2 separate regions of the Zea mays genome follow, and region 2 is linked to region 1. A link is a contact called in public Hi-C data. All regions are on one chromosome and are shown on one strand. Each heading gives the region's core, a stretch centred on a gene start, on an enhancer-like site or on the middle of the called end of the contact. The rest is flanking DNA. Distances are from core to core; before and after follow the strand shown.

Region 1 (3,478 bases), core at 473-2,972:
CATCAAACTGGTCTTTAGATACTCCCTCGGCCATAAAATAATTGTCACTGCGGTATTCATGCCAGCCAAACTTTCTTAAGTTTGACTAGGTTTGTAGAAAACATTAGCAACATTTATATCTCCAGATAAGTTTACTGTGAAAATAGATTCAACGATTTATGTACTATAACTATTAATATATTCTTGTATAGATTTGGTCAGAGTTAAAAGCGTTTGACTCCTCGGAAAACGAGAACAACACGCTGAGGGAGTAAGTAATAAGTTTTCATATGTGATGTAGGAAACAAAGAAATGTATGTCATATCCTGAATCCTGATGTCCATCTAGCGAAGGCAGTAGCACGTGGAAGGCAATGCATGAAATGATGGTGTATAATTGTTGCCATAAGGAATTCAGTTACTATCATCTCTCTAGATATTACCACGAGATAGATCAATCTGACTTATTAACATCTCAAGGACAAACAACTAAACAAGTGGTGTGAGTCAATTAGAAGGGTGGTAACAAGGGCATTGGTTTAGGGTTTTGCGTCTGAAACAAATAAGTAGGGGCTGAGGACTTCATTGGCCAAGCTGAGGTTATGCCAGTAATCCATGACATTCTGCTAACTTCACAAACAAGATAAACATTGAAAAAGGAATACCAATTATGAAAGGCAAGGAATAGAAAAAAAACACCTACAGCTATCTCATGGAATTAAAACACTTCTTTGTAGAATTAAACCAACCATTTCTATATTGTACGGATGCTCACAGCATGCTTAATCCTTGGAGCAATATTATGCCACCCTAATTCCCCTATAACCACTAATCTATACCAATAATAAACAAGAACGATATTGTGTAGTAGACAAAGAGGCTTCTGTATTTGCAAAAACATATAAACTTTCATATTAAGTACTCCATATGTTTTTTTTTATTTGTCGCGATTTAGTTCAAGAATAAACTACCAGATGACAAATATTCGAGAACGGAGGTAGTATGTTTGTTCTATTAGTGAATTGAAACCAATGGCGATGCCATTAAACTGATTCACGTGATTATGAAGGGGCAACAAGATTTAATTGTGCACATGAATTATGTAAGTCAACTGAGGTAGCAGCAGTGCAGTACGCGGAAGACCTCGAGTTCATGAAGCAACACTGGTGACTGGTGAGTAACCACCACTGCCTAAGGTATTCAGGTAGTTGGATATGATTCTGATTGAAGCTGGGATAAGACAACAACACACATCATGGTAGCTCGGAGTACACAGGAACAATTTTTGGGGGCTGGTAGTGATTAATATCTGATCCCAGTTCGTAAAGAGAATCATAGTCGCGCTTGCAACGGATCACTCCGGGGTCGAGGTAGAAAGGATTACCTCCGACGAGCGCGGCGTAGGCGAGGGTGAGTTTCTGCGACATGGACAGGCCCTGCCCCATCTTCTCTTCCTCCCCGTCTCCTTCCTGCCCTCCTCCCCTCGGGTCGCTGCCGCCGCCGCTCCCTCCGGCACCGTCGCCGGCCCCCGATCCGCCGCCGCCGAGCTCGGGTTCCTTGGTCGCGACGGCCGCGATGATGCGGCGGTGGGAGAGGGAGACGGGGGCGGGCGACGCGCGGCGCGGGAGCAGCAGCAGCGAGGACTGGGAGCCGAAGATCGAGGGCGGGGCAAGGGCGAGATGCGCGAGTGGGGTCGTGGCGAGCGCGAGGGCCATCGTGCTCGTGGTGCTGAAGCTGACTGACTTCACAGCGGTCACCGGTCAGAGGGTGGTGCTCGACTGCTCGTGATGGCGAGAATTTTTTTCTAGGTGGCAGATGTGGCCGGTCCAGGAAAACCTCCGCTCGCAATCGCTCGCGCTGTAAAGCGCTTCGATGCATCAGGCCCGGCCTGGTCCAGTAGTGGGTTGGCAATGGTTAGTGGGCCTGGCCCAAGTTTGCTAGCGCGGCAGAGCGCGTAGAGCGTGAGATGGTCGCAAGGAGGGATTAGTACCATACGGCTTGCATGCGCGAGGTGAGCATCGAGTGAGATGAATAAAAGGAGCAGGAAGGCTACCTAGTTGAAGCACGCAGCTGCGCAGTGCGCACAGAGCGAACTATTCTTTCGCCTTTTACTAAAGAATACCGTGTGTGCTCTGCACATAGCAGCATACGCTTATTTTTGGAGGGGATCCTTCTTTTTGGGGGGCCCCACAATTCAAAACTGAATATTTTTAAATATTTGATTTAAAATATATTATTGTGGATGCAATTAGAAAGTATATTGTATTTAAATGTTTATGCTATTTGTCCTTTTTTGCAAGGTCGATCGACTCGATCTTTTTTTCGATTTTAGAGGTAAGGATGTTGTTACCTGCCTGCCTCTGCCAAATAACGTGAGATCTGATCATCAGATTACCGTTTAACTAGGGCATAAAATTTTCTATGCAACCATCGAATTGGAGCACCAAAACAAATAGATTTTACATCGTTCGCCAGAGCCCCGCTAAATCAGATTAAAAAAAAAAGGAGCATGAAATCGTTGGGAACGAGATGCCATCCCATTCTTGCCGATGCTTTTTGAGTGTTAAGGTGGCAAGAACGAGCACCGGAGGGGAGGGGAGGGGACAGTGGATCATGGAAGGGGACGACGGAGGAGGAAAAGACTGAACTTCTACTTGCTCCCTGTTTGTTGCTCAGGTGCTTCCTTCTTTCCAGTATGGTCTAACATGCACTGCATTACTTCTTATCGAAATACATCTGTTTCCGTTATAAGGGAAGAAAGATCATTTCTTTGGATAAAAGTCATTGACTCCATTAATTCCATGTGATGCTTCTTGGAGTCTTGGTACTCTATGCTATTGTAGGGGAAAATTGTATAACGCGAGTGGTCTTATTTTTCACGTTAATTGGTTTGATTACGTCTCTTTTTTTTTTTTTTTTTGCAGATAATTGCGTTAGGAGTTCCCTCTCCAACGCTTTTTTGGTGCTCCACTTCAACATATTTGGGTTTTATATATTTCATTAGAAACTGGTTTATCATGCAGAAAGCAATCGTAGAAATTGAAATACCGAATTGTAGCAGATACTTTTCCTTCGAGACTCGAGCTACTGTTCTTATGTTACCCAGAAACTAAATGCTTGTATTCTTTCGAGCTACTGTTTTTATGTTACCCAGAAACTAAAATGTTTGTAGGTGTCATTAAAGTAAACAGAATGCAACTACCACCTGTAGTTAAATTAAGGGATGAATGGTAAAAGCTGGACAAAATTACCAAATCCAAAATCCACTCTAGCGCACTACTGCACTGGCTCTGATATGAAGCACCGACGCAGACGACGTGACACCGTCACCGTAGGCAGCTAGTTACGTCATGGCGGACGAGCATGGGCGTCCGAGGCTCCGGAGCTGCGCACGGGGACATGGCCCCAAATTTCCTTGTAACAAATACGGAGTACGATAGCTCTTCCGAGTAACCGCCATGAATTAAGCGAACAGTCTTAAAGAAGCGACCCTTCCAATA
Region 2 (3,478 bases), core at 396-2,895, 180 kb before region 1:
CTCTACATCTGCTGTCGACTCAGAGCAGGGCAGTCTGTAGATTATCCATTGCTTCTTATCTTAAGCCCAAAAACATAATATACAAGGGGGGGGAGAGAAAACATACTTGAACTTCCAGATTCCATTGTTCCCTGGCAAGTGACTTTGCAAGCTCACCGTTTGTAACCTGTGAAAACCTTCTTTAAGAGCATTGCTAAGACCTGTGAAGATTGGGTAGGGGTCGTTTGTAGACAGGCATATACCTCAAGTCTAGCCAAACGTGCAAGGGCTTCCATTCTAGTGCTGTGATGTCTCTGTTTCTCTATCTCCACTGCTTCCAAGGTTTCAATCATACTAGTCTGCAACTCTGAAGCCTGAAACATGTTGAACAAGAAGCTGATAAGGAATCACTACTTTCTAGAAACCATCTCACCAGGATAACTTGTGTGTAGAAATGGTTTTGCAAATGAATACTTGAATCTGCCTTATAAGTACTTCAGATGAACTTACAGTTCCATAACCAATGAAATATGTGCGGGATTTTGAGCTCAAATGCAGCATTGCAAAAAAAAAATACATTTTGAATAATAACAACAAAAAACATACTCCCTCCATCACAAATTATTGGTTGGTTTGGCTTTTCTAGGTACCTATGCTGCTATGCACCTAGATAGACATATATAAGCTAAAAAGTTTGTATGATCTATAGTTTGGAATGTAGGGGGCACATTGTGGTACTAACTAAATGATGGTATAAAACACAAAAAAAAGTTTACATCATGCATGCTATAAGAGCAGTTTCTGTCGTTCTGTTCAGAGCGATATATATTGATGTCATCACATTAAGCAACCTCTCAAGTCTCGAACAAAAGAAAATAGTCATGAAGCAGCCTCACCTCCTGAGCCTGCTCCTTCTCACGCTCGGCGAGCAGCTTCTCAAGCCCCGCCTTCTCCCCCTCGAGCCTCGCAACAGCATCTTCGCGCTCAGCAATAGCGCGTGCGGCCATGGCCGCAAGCCGCTCAGCCCGCCGCCGCGTCCTCTCCTCCTCCCTCCGCCTCTCCTCCTCGGAATCCTCCGAATCTTCGCTCCCTGACCCATCGGAGTCCTCATCGCTCCCGCTCTCGGACGCGACACTCTTGCCGTCCTCGCGATCCCCTCCATCCGTTTCCGGTTTCACCTCGGCCACCACCCCCACCGTTGGTTCACCACCGGCTTGATCCTGCACCGCGAGCATCGCAGCCGCCGATGCGGAGCGACGGGGCCCTTGGGAAGGCGGGGAGCGGCGCTTCGCTGCGAGACGGAGGCCGAGTGAGGGGGGCGGGCCGGACGGCGGCGGCCTGCGCGGGAGCGGCACGTCAAGGAGGTCATCGGCGGAGCGAGATGTTGTGGAGTGCAGCGTGGCGAGGTCGGAAGCGGATGGGGACTTGCCGAGGGATTCCGCCGCCTGCTGATCGATCTGAAACACGAGAAAGTGAAGAGTCAGAAGAGCTGGAGGACTCGGGAGGGGATGGGGCACGTCGCGGCGAGTGACGAAGAGAGCGCTGCCTCGCCTGGTGGAGGAGGGTCTCGGCTGCTTTGAGCTTGGAGGAGATCCACCCCGCCATGGCGCTGTGAACGGAGGCGCCGCGGGGCGAGGGGATTGGAGTGACGCGGACGCCGCGCGGCTGCCGGCTACTTGGTCGATGACTGACGTGATGGGCCCGCTCAACCGCCGCTGGTGGCAACTGGCGAACGAAAATGGGCCAGGCCAAACGCCCAAACTAACCACTATTCTATCGCATCTTGGATCCTGTATTTTAAACTTCGTTCTTACACTGCAAATATCCTATATTACGCGATACTACGGACAGCTTAAGAACAACTCTAATAAAGATCTGAAACTAAGTCCTGTCTTAAAATATAGGGAAATTTGGATCCATACCATTAAAAGATCACCACTTTGGATCCATACCATTACTATCTCACTTACATGTAGGTCCACATGAGTCAATGACATGTGGGGTCCATGGTATATATCTAAAGTTTGGATCTTTTAATGGTATAGATCCAATTGTTCCTAAAATATAAGACTCTAGATTATAAAATAGTTTCCAAGAGAGATCATATTTTATAAATTTAGAGCAAAATCATATATGACTTCAACTCTAAGGTCCCAAATATACAAACTCGTAGTTGCGATTCTATCTCCTTTGTCATCCACCGCAAGTGTAGTGGAACTTGATTCGCTCTGTCGATGTGGCTTCGTTCATGTTGCCCACCTGTCGGGGCTCTCGCACCTCAGTCGTCGTTTTGTCGATGTGCCCTAGTCCTCATCTACTAGTGTTCCACCTCCATATACGTTGGTGTTACTCTAGCGGACAGTTTCATAGTTTCCATCCATCCGCGCCCTACTCCATAGTCGTCAGTGATCGCCCCCTCGATCATCACATAGCAGCACACCCACGCCCTACTCGGTGGTGTATCTAGAGAATGAACAGGGTGAGCCCTAGCCCACCCTTTGATTTTAATCTGCTACAATATATAGATGTTTTTATTTTTTTTCTTTTGATTCTCGTATATTATAGGACTTAAAATGTAAACTTATTTATTTATTTTGATTTTCATAAAACTGGAACACCTTAAGTTTAAATTCTAGATTCGCCACTGCCTATTCGCCGATGGCCACGTGCCTCTATTGTCGTCGTACTGGCCTCATCGTAGTGCTTTAGTGTTCGACCCAACCAATCCAGGATATTAGTGACTCAGGCCACACACCTCTCGATGTCGCGACACTCCTTGTTCTGTTTCACATTCCTCACTGCCTCGTTGATCTCGTGCACGATACAGATGATGTTGCCCACGCTGCTCAACGCTATAGCAGCCATCTTTTTTGCTCAATCAATCAGCAACAAACACAGCAATGTACTTCAAATAGTTAATAAATACAACTCGTCAATAGATCAAGCTATGAATGATCATTGTAAATAAAGCCTTGCCAGCAGCACACTACTGTTGTGGTGTGGCATCTTCCATGCGTGAGAGAAAGGAGGAGCGTCTGGAGAGTGTTGTCGGTATCGATCTAGGTCGAAGTGAGAGATGAGAAGAAGCGCCAATGGGGAGGTCTGTGGGGTTGCTATGTGTAGCATGATGTCTGGAATAAGATGAAACCAGGCGCACGATAAATGAGAGTGAGATAGAGTTAGTGCGCGCGGGGAGACAGTTCACGCGCTAGCGGGCAACCAAAAAAACAGAATCGGTTGTTAAACACTAGATTTAAGGTCCGTTTGTTGGAAAGCAACAATATGTTTAGGTTCTAAACATAGCAAATTAACCTTTAAAACAAAATTTAGAGCCCTATCTAAGGCCTCAAACCGAAAGTTGAAAAAAGTCCATTCTGCCTCACGTCATTGTCCAAATTTCTTGGTCAAACTATAAAACGAGACATCGATCCAATTATTCCTATAAATTGTCAAAACATTCAAATTACATCGCTTGATTCAGAGTGGGTTTTTTTACAAA

The links. Hi-C and Micro-C count contacts between places; a contact is called where the count stands out from the background.
Region 2: a Hi-C map of tassel shows a contact between it and region 1, with 2.7 times the contacts expected there. The contact joins the promoter of LOC100278586 here to the promoter of LOC100217059 in region 1. A contact is called at or near these places in 3 of 25 Hi-C or Micro-C datasets (ear, leaf and tassel).

The regions. Positions count from the first base shown.
Region 1 is chr2:4,924,078-4,927,555 of Zm-B73-REFERENCE-NAM-5.0, reverse strand. It overlaps LOC100217059, which reads right to left and starts at 1,722. Exons shown (of 3, transcript NM_001143430.1): 1 at 1,363-1,722. The coding sequence starts at 1,693. LOC103645830 (a long non-coding RNA gene) reads left to right here and starts at 2,043. Exons shown (of 2, transcript XR_561830.3): 1 at 2,043-2,654; 2 at 2,903-3,004. LOC111590994 (U5 spliceosomal RNA) reads left to right here and starts at 2,047; the gene lies at 2,047-2,165.
Region 2 is chr2:5,108,247-5,111,724 of Zm-B73-REFERENCE-NAM-5.0, reverse strand. LOC100278586 (Golgin candidate 2) reads right to left here and starts at 1,645. Exons shown (of 10, transcript NM_001151817.1): 1 at 1,531-1,645; 2 at 876-1,436; 3 at 243-353; 4 at 107-166. The coding sequence starts at 1,584.